Regions from separate parts of the Sus scrofa genome. Here region 2 is linked to region 1. A link is a contact called in public Hi-C data. All regions are on one chromosome and are shown on one strand. Each heading gives the region's core, a stretch centred on a gene start, on an enhancer-like site or on the middle of the called end of the contact. The rest is flanking DNA. Distances are from core to core; before and after follow the strand shown. Region 1 overlaps PLEKHA6 (pleckstrin homology domain-containing family A member 6). Region 2 overlaps PLEKHA6 (pleckstrin homology domain-containing family A member 6).

Region 1 (4,473 bases), core at 936-3,435:
GCAGTGCTGGATCCTCAACCCACTGACTGAGGCCAGGGATTGAACCCACATTCTCATGGATACGAGTTGGGTTCATAACCCACCAAGCCACCACGGGAATTCCAGGACTTGGAGAACTTTTGAAGAGAGCTATCACAGGAAAAAAAAAAGAACAGCTGGCGCATGGCTGTGGCTGGCTGGTACTGATCCCTTTACTTTTTGGGGTCTCAGTCTCCCCATCTGTAACACACAGTGATACCGAATTGCTGGGAGGATTAAACAGGATCACATATTTAATGCACTTAGGAGATCGCTTGGCACATAACAGTCGTTCAGTCAGTGGCTAATGTTATAATCATTAATAAGATAATGGAACAAAATAAAACAAGGAATACCACCCCAAATCTGTGCCATCCAATTCAGCAGCCACCAGTCCTATGTGGCTATTTACACGTCACTGAATTAAAGTGAAATAAAATTAAACTTTCAGTTCCTCAGTCATCATAGCCACTTTCCACTGTGACTCAACAGCCACCATGGCTAGTGGCTACCATACTGGACAGGATGGTTGTAGCACAGTCCACCACTGTGGAATATTCTGCTGCTCTCAATGCCACCTCCCAGTTCTAGTACATTTTGATTCTATAAAATACAACTCCAAACCAGTCTGTCCTCCCACCAGCTGATATGTGTGTGCTCCTTGTCCTCGGAAAATATGAGTTCTCTTACAGGGCTAAGCTAAACGAAAAAAAAAAAAAGAAAGAAAGAAAGGAAAAAATAAAAAGTAGATTGCTGCCAATAACAATAACAAAAAAGTTAAAAAAAATCCAAAATCATAGGATACTTTCCAAAGTCTAAGCACAATTAATTTGGATAATCCATCAGTTTAAAATAGGTGCATTAAGGAGTTCCCTAGTGGCTCCATGGCTTAAGGATCTGGTGTGGTCACTGCTGTGGTTTGGGTAGCTGCTGTGGCACAGGTTCAGTCCAGGAATTACTGCATGCTGTGAGTGTAGCCAAAAAATAAAATAAAACAAAAAATAATGAAATAAAATATATGCCTTAAGACTCCCCTCCAGGGTTTGAAAATATTGTTACTAACAGCCCTATTGGAGGCAAGCCCTGGGGGAGGCACTTGGGAAAGGTTACAGAGCCAATCAAGGCGGTGGAAAAGCGGAGAGAACAGGGAACCTGTTCCTCCCTCCTGCCTCCTTTTCCTTCTTGGATTGACCAGCTTCTAGGGAGGCTGGAGGGAGGAAGAGGAGAGAGATCACCTGCTAGGTCTGCAGGGCCCTGTGGTCCACAAGGGGAGGAGCCAGCACAGAGGGGAAGAGACAGAGGGGCTGCCACCAAGGACAGCAGCCTCAGGAGTCTCCCCCACGCCGGCCCCCCCCAGCCTGGAGCCTGTGTAAATCACAGGGATACAATCGGTTCCTAAACAAACAGCGCATGAAGTAGGTGCCAGAGTGTGTCCATTGATAACCACGGCTTAGATAGGGGAGCGAAGACGATCCCAGAGGAATGGAAGAAGCGCTCCCAGGCCTCGACCCATCTGGAGCCGAGATAAGAGAAGGAGGGGCCTGGGAAGAAAGGGGGAGAAGCTCCACTGCTGCCCCCTCCCCTGTCCCCCCTGCCAAGCAGTAGCCTTGAAGGAAGACTGGGCAGCGACACTGGGACAATAAGAAACAGAAGCTTTGGGAGGAGAGTGGAGAGAGAGAGAAAGGGGGAGGGGTACTGTGCTGGTCTTGGCCAGGACAGAAGCCAGTCTTGGTGACACCTGAGTAACAGGTGAGTCTGCCTATGCCTGTTGGGGCACATGAACCCCTCCTTGTTGCTGCCCCTTGTGGCTGGCCTGGGAATACCGCCAGCTAGATAATTCACAGAGCTGGGTGCCAGTAAAAATGCAGGGTCCCTTGCTCAAGAGTTAAGTAGTTCAGGAGGACAATGGGACAACACCGAACCAAATCCTTCTGAAGCTGCAAGGCGAATGCACAGGTGGTACGCCCACGAAGCCCCCGTGCCAGGGAATACCAATTCCTCTGTGCTGTTTCTCCTGGGAAGTGTGAGGACAGAGGGCGGCTAGTCACATTTGTGGCTAACTCTTAGTGCAAGGCAGAGCACGACAAGTGGCCCTGCTCCTCTCCCAGTCTCTACCTCCCCCTCTTTCTTGGCTCACAAGCCCAGAAACTTGGCTGCTTTCACTCTTGCCCTGCTGGGTCTGGTGGCTGGCACCTCCCCCTTATTGTGCCTGGTTTCTGTTTGCCTGTGGGCAGCTTAGCCAGAGGAAAAGCCACAGGGGCTGGCTTTGCCTTATCTCTCAAACCTGCCTTCAAGACGGGCACAGGGCGTGCTCTGTTCCTGCCCAACAGACCCCTCCGGGGCTGCCTAAACATCCCCATTATGTCATCGAACACTTTTCCTACCAAGAAAGAGGCAGGGGGACAAAAGGGCTCCTGGATAAGAGGGGGTAAAGTCAATATTTCTGCTTTGGAGACAAATCAGGCTTTCAGTTTTTTTGGACATACACACACACACTCACACATCAGCTGAGAAAAGTCTGTCTCATGCGCCTCCTCCAACAAAGCCAAGGAACTCTTGTCCCCATTCCCTGAGAAGGTGCCTGGGTCAAAGAGCATAAATGTTTGGAGGGCAGGAGGGTCCTGAATGAGCAGTTGAGGGAAAGGGGACAGCAGGCATCTCAACCGCAAAGACTGGTTCTTCCTCTTCCTGGATTTGTTTTGCTCTCAAATGACAAACTTTGTCTTCTAATAAGTTGAGTCCCTCCCACCCCTGCTCCAACTCTCTGCTGTGCCCCCACCTCTTGCATCCTGCCTTCCTCCTCTCCACACCTGACTTGAAGGAAAGAGGGTAGAAGGCAGCACAGCTTTCGCATTCTCCTTTGGCTGTGCCCTCGCCGCCCTCCTTCGGGGCTGGTCCCGGGAAATAGCTGGGAAGAGGCGGCTGGCGCTTCTGCCCACAGCTCCCGAGCCCCTCTCCGGAGACAATGGCTCACAGAGGGAGGAGGAGCAGGGCTCCCGCTTTGTGAGCAGGGTGGCCACACAAAACCATTGTCTCTGCATCAAGACAGACAATGGTTTGTATCTCTGGCTTTGGTGCCAAGTCGTTCACCTCTTTGGACGAAGCCAACCCTAAAGATTTCCTTCTCATAAATAGGAAGGATACAGAATTCTGGCCCCAAGCTGAGAATGTGTATCCAGTGGTAACAAAAGCCCCCTCTAGCTGCTCAGTGGGAATATTGGGCTCCCTTACCTGTTCCAGAGCCAGCCAGACAAACAGACAGCAGACAGATAAGCACTCACTCATCGGCCCTTCTCTGCGGTCCCCTCTGCTCTCGCCCTGCCTCCTTTCACACTCAGGAACAGGGAAAAGGTTCTCCTTTAACACTCACCAGGTCCCTGGTGGGTAGCAATCATTAACCGCCACACATGCTGACTGGCCTTAACCCCTTCCGTGCTGGCTGCCTCCAGCTGGCTGATGGACAGCCCCGTCTCCTCTTCCCAGCCCTGAGAAAGCGGAGACTCCCACCTTGCTGCCATCCACCTGAGTAATGCCGCTGCCTCCCATGTGGTGAGCAGAGCCCTCCCGTCCCACCCAGGCCATCCCGCCTGATTGGAGCACACTGGCAACCTGAGGCGCTCAGCTCTGGCACGATGCCCAATTGGATGAGCCCACATTATGAAATATTTGCCTGGCAGGCCAATAGAGGAGCCAGGATCTGGGGGGAGGGGATGATATTTTTATTTATTCCTGGAGGAGGGAGAACAGACAAAGGTAGTCCTAGCATCTCTAGCCCGGGCCAGGAAACAGGAAGGCGGTCTTCAGGTCAAGGTAAGCGCCTCAAAGCTCTCTGTCCAGGTATAGTGCACAATCCTGGAAGGCTTCTCAGTGATTTCAGCTCCCGGCTGTTCAGCTAGAGCATATCTTTGCCTTAACCATTCCCTGACTCACCCAGGAGTCTGGACTAGGAATTGTAATAGAGACGAGAAAGGAAAATACCTTGACAGGCAAAGGACTGCTTGTATCCGCACCAACTGTACAGCACAGGTGGTCTTTTTTCTGTTTCAAAGTTTTGCATCTTTGGAGGATGCAGAGAATGGGTAGAAACCAATCACCTCTTTATCCCTTTAAAAATAGGCAACTGATTTGAGGAAATCTAAATCCAGTATAAAGTACCTACATGTAGGACACATGCAAATCTATGCAGATATGTGCAAATGAGCAGCTCCAGGCTTTTCAGAGTAAGTCCTTGCCAGGATTTTTCTAGTTTGAGCAAGGAATCGGGGAATCTTCAAACCCTATAACAGAACGTCTCGCTAGAGCATAAGGATATCAGTAGAGGGAGCCTAGAGAGTTCAATAAACATGTTTATGGAACCTGTACCACGCATAAAGCCTTGAAGTACAGTCTAGCAGGGTTTTTAAACCATGATCACAAACATGATAGGACATACAGGAGAATGTAAGCGCCCTCTCT
Region 2 (4,473 bases), core at 1,442-3,941, 75 kb after region 1:
CAGAAGTGTGACATTCCAGGGGATTATCCTGGGTGTGGAGGGATGGCTGCCTCACTATGCTTTGTGCTGGTGACACCAAACCTGGCCGGAGGTGCTGGTAGAGCTTGAGCAAGCAAGTGGGGGTCCCCAGAGGCATCTAGGCTCAAACAAGGAGAGTTTGGGGATTTGAGGGGAGGGAAATCATGATCCTGGCTTCAGGTATCTGTGGCAAACTAAGCACAGTAAGATAATAATAATTACTTACTCTGCTCAGCACGATTCTATGTGCTTTGCATACGTGACCTCATTCATCTTTACGAGAAGTCTGTGAAACAGACTTCTTTTTACAGGTGGAGAGGAGTTGCCGTCGTTGCTCAGTGGTTAACGAATCCGACTAGGAAACATGAGGTTGCAGGTTTGATCCCTGGCCTCGCTCAGTGGGTTCAGGATCCGGCGTTGCCGTGAGCTGTGGGGTAGGTCGCAGACCCGGCTCGGATCTGGTGTTGCCGTGGCTCTGGCGTAGGCTGGCAGCAACAGCTCCTATTAGACCCCTAGCCTGGAAACCTCCATATGCCATGGGTGCAGCCCTAGAAAAGGCAAAAAGACAAACAAAACAACAACTACAGGTGGAGAAATTGAGGCACAGATTAAGTCACAGGTCAAGCTCACATCCCTGGTAAGGAGCAGAGCCCAGATTCAACCTGAGTTTGGCCCTATAACTGCTATCTTGACAAATGCACTAAATTATCTTTTAAGAAAGACTCAGACAAATGACAACAGATAGAAGCTTTGAACTTTAAAACCACTTTAAGGAATTCCTGTTGTGACTCAGCGGAAATGAACCAACTAGAATCCATGAGGTTGGGTTCGATCCCAGCCTTGTTCAGTGGGTTAAGGATCCAGCATAGCAGAGAGCTGTGGCTTAGGTCACAGATGTGCCTCAGATCTGGCTGTGGTATAGGCTGGTAGCTACAACTCCAATTGGACCCCTAGCCTGGGAATGTCCATATGCCACAGGTATGGCCTAAAAAAGAAAAGAAAAACACTTAAAAAAATTTAAATATCACTGCTAATCAAACAATTGGATTAAAACAATGAGAAAAGTTAATAATCAATGGTGATGCTTTTGCAACAAAATGCATTCTTATACACAGCTGCTGGGAATGTAAATTAGTACTTTCCAGCAAGGAAATTGGCAAAATATGTCAAAATATTTAAAAAGGTAGAAATTCCATTTCTAGAAATGTAACCCAAGAGGAAAAAAATTATTGATATGCGTAAAGATTCAGATATTTATACGTTCACGATTGAATTGTTTACAAAAGTGAAAAAGTTGGAAATGTCGTTTAATGTAGGGGCCAAGTAAACAAAGAATCAGTATATAATGAAATACTAGGCAATCACTTAAAAATGATGTTGTAAAAGAATATTTAATGCATGGGAAAATGCTTTTTTTCTTTTCTTTTTTTTTTTTTGGCCATGCGCGCAGCATGAGTATGTTCCCAGGCCAGGGATCAAACCTGAGCCATAGTTGCTGCTGGCCTGACAACACTGATCCTTAACCCACTGCACCACAAGGGAACTCCTGGAAAAATGCTTTTTATTTAAGCGACAAAAATATATATTTGGTCCAAAATTTCAACAGTATACATGTGGATTTTGATAATAAATATAGTTATATACCTGCACATGAATTCATAAAAACATACACACACCGAAATGTTAAAATTATATACTAAATCTCTGAGAGAATTACATACAATTTTAATCTTTTCTACATGTGTTTTTCTACATTTTTAATGACTATGTATTACTTTTATGCGCACAAAATAGTAATTTTTAAAATATATACCCTCCCTGACATCAGTTCTATGTCTTGGGATTTAACCTAAAGAAATAATCCAAAATACAGAAAAAGCCTTATGCACAAAAATGATCATGTCGTGTTATTTATAAAACGAAAATAAGGGTAACCACTGAATGTCCAATACAAATAGGGTTACACAAAATATATTATGTCCACACTTTTACACACGATTTTAATATGAAGAAAACCATCTTTATCACTGTGAGAAAGAGCTGACTTGCTCTGTGCTGCTTCAAAGAATCGAAACCAAAAGGCGGAACTTGGAAGTGGGCAGATTTTGATTCAATGCAGAAGAATGTTCTAACTTTGAAGCAGGCTGCCTGGTGAGGTAATGAGCTCCCCGTCGCTGGAATTATCCAGACAAGACTGGTACTCCCCTCAGGCAGGCTGCAGAGGGCTGGTCTGGGCTTGGAGAGAGGTGGAACTAGATGGTCTCTGGGGGTGTCTGGGGGTGAGGTGCAGAGCAGGAGCCCACGTGGACTGAGCAATTGCCAAGGAAAGGATCCCACTGAGCCTACTCTGAGCGCTTCCTCTCTGCTCACCATCTATTCTAAATGCTTCCCAAAGTGTGTTCCCTCCTCTCTAAAGCTTTGGGTTTTTTAAACTGGTTGGAGACTGGCCTTCCAAAGTCATCTCACTAATGCACTGACGTCCAGACTGCCTCAGTTCAGTGCTCAGGCCACCCCACAAAACCTCAAAACCAGGACCCACTGCAACGGCAGGAGCCCCTACCTCGCAGACAGCTCTCCCAACGCCACAACCTTCCTCCTCCAGGGACAGGGCTCAGAGAGACGACAGCTGATGGGGTGTGGACACCATGCCCCCCCACCCCCACCTCCCCCTTGGCTCAGCTTCTCCCCATCCCAGGCCCTGGGCTCTACGTGTCCCCACCCCTGAGCTCCAGGCCACTGCCACCGCCTCCTGCTCACTGACTTCCTCGGTAATTACTTCATTTACACAGAGCAGGAAGAATCCAGCTCAATAATCCAGGCAGACACGTTAAAAGGAATTATCTGTGGACTGTGTCCTGCACCATCACCTTCCTGGGAAGAAGGAAAAGAAGTCGAACCAGGCAAAAAAAAAAAAGGTCCCCATTGTCTCGAGCCTGTGCAGCCGCCACCAGGATTAATTACACAGCCGTGTGAACACATTTAGCACCTCGCCGCTGATTGGAAAGCCAAGGACTTTTAATAATTCATATCTGCAGCCCAGCGCTCTGCGCCCTGGTGAGGACACAGAGAGCCCTTGTTTTCCGTACGGCAGGGCCTGAGGCAGTGCCAGCCTCACCCCCAACCCTCCCCACCCCACCTGGAGATGGCTCTAGCCTCGGCTGCTGGGCCTCCGTGGGGCCCCCTCCTGCCGCTCCTCCACCAGCGGGATCTCCTGGTCTCCTGCTCCAGCTAAGAGGGAACTCGGAGGTGGGAGCCCCCAGAACCCCTCCAGCCCCGTGCTCCTCCAGCGGGGCCCGGGAGCCAGGATTTGGGGGATCTGTCCGGCAGGTGCCTGCCATGTCCCTGTGGCCATCTGGACAGTAGGCTCGGGCAGAGATGGGCCAACCAGGGCTCTCACCCTCACGGGCAAGACACCCTCAGGGGAAGCCAGACCGAGGGCAGGGACCTGTAGGGATGGAGGAAGAACTGCCAGGCCCTGAAGGCTGTGACCCTCTTTGACATGACGCTGAGCTCATCCTCCTCCTACCACCTCCCCCCTGCAGCTCAGCTCCTCCCTGCCCTGTGCCCTAGGGCTGGCCCCTCCTTCTCAGCTCTCAAGCTCTGGCCCTCCCAGGCTCCAGCCCCCTATCTTGCCTGCTCACCTTCTCCCTCCGCCCTTCCTGTCTAACCTACCCCCCCACCTCCCCTCACTCCCTCTGCCACCTCCCCAACCTTTGCCCAGAACCTCACACAATAAGCCCGAGGCTCTGCTAGCTGCAGGCTGGCCCCACCACCGCACACCCATCCCCCCACGCCCCCTCTGCCCACATAACCAGCTCCTGCTCCTTCAGGCTCTCCCCACGAAATCTGAGACCCCAGAGATCAGACGCCCCCTAGGAATCCAAGACCCTCAGACGCCCTGAGCCCCAACCTCTGACCCAGACACACCCTGACCTCTCCCACACGGTGGGAGGTGGGTCCCTTGGGCTGACCTGAGTCGGACCCCCAGGACCACCCCCTCCAGAGCGCCTTCCCACAAGGGCTTAAACTCATGCCTCCACCTCCCGGCAAGATTAGAGTCAGGGCGGGGCTGGCTTCTTTGCTCTAGGCAGGTTGGGGGCCCCAGCTGGACCCCAGGAAGCTGGCAGCCCCAGAGCCGGCTTCCCTCAGGAGATGTAAGGCAAATGTAATAAATTCAGACAACGTTAGCCCTTCTTGGGGATTCTGGAGGTGGGGGTAGGGGCACAGAGAGGGCTATAATTAGCATTCTCAGCATCCATGATCCCTAAGTACCGCTGCCAAGAAAGAGGGATGGGGAAGGCAGTGGCACCGCAGTGCCAGCAGCCCAGATTCACGCGGCGGGCGGCTGCCAGCCCTGACCAGAGCCCAACCTTCCTCCTCCCACCTCATCTCTATGATGCATCAAAACAGACTCACCGGCTTTGGAGGTGTGAGCCCCTCGCTGAAAAGCTATCA

Evidence for each region. Hi-C and Micro-C count contacts between places; a contact is called where the count stands out from the background.
Region 2: a Hi-C map of fetal liver shows a contact between it and region 1, with 2.2 times the contacts expected there. The contact joins two enhancer-like sites. A contact is called at or near these places in 1 of 5 promoter capture datasets (liver) and 4 of 47 Hi-C or Micro-C datasets (fetal liver, fetal skeletal muscle, liver and 1 more).

What each region holds. Positions count from the first base shown.
Region 1 is chr9:64,924,111-64,928,583 of Sscrofa11.1, forward strand. All of the region lies in intron 3 of PLEKHA6 (pleckstrin homology domain-containing family A member 6), which reads right to left. Among named protein-coding and RNA genes, the nearest start is that of GOLT1A, 73 kb to the left of the region's middle. Within about 2 kb of position 2,186, at least 39 of the 83 cell types and tissues checked have an H3K27ac peak or open chromatin away from gene starts, as enhancers often do. A contact at or near this core is called in fetal liver, where this site is marked.
Region 2 is chr9:64,998,555-65,003,027 of Sscrofa11.1, forward strand. All of the region lies in intron 3 of PLEKHA6 (pleckstrin homology domain-containing family A member 6), which reads right to left. Among named protein-coding and RNA genes, the nearest start is that of PLEKHA6, 27 kb to the right of the region's middle. Within about 2 kb of position 2,692, at least 32 of the 83 cell types and tissues checked have an H3K27ac peak or open chromatin away from gene starts, as enhancers often do. A contact at or near this core is called in fetal liver, where this site is marked.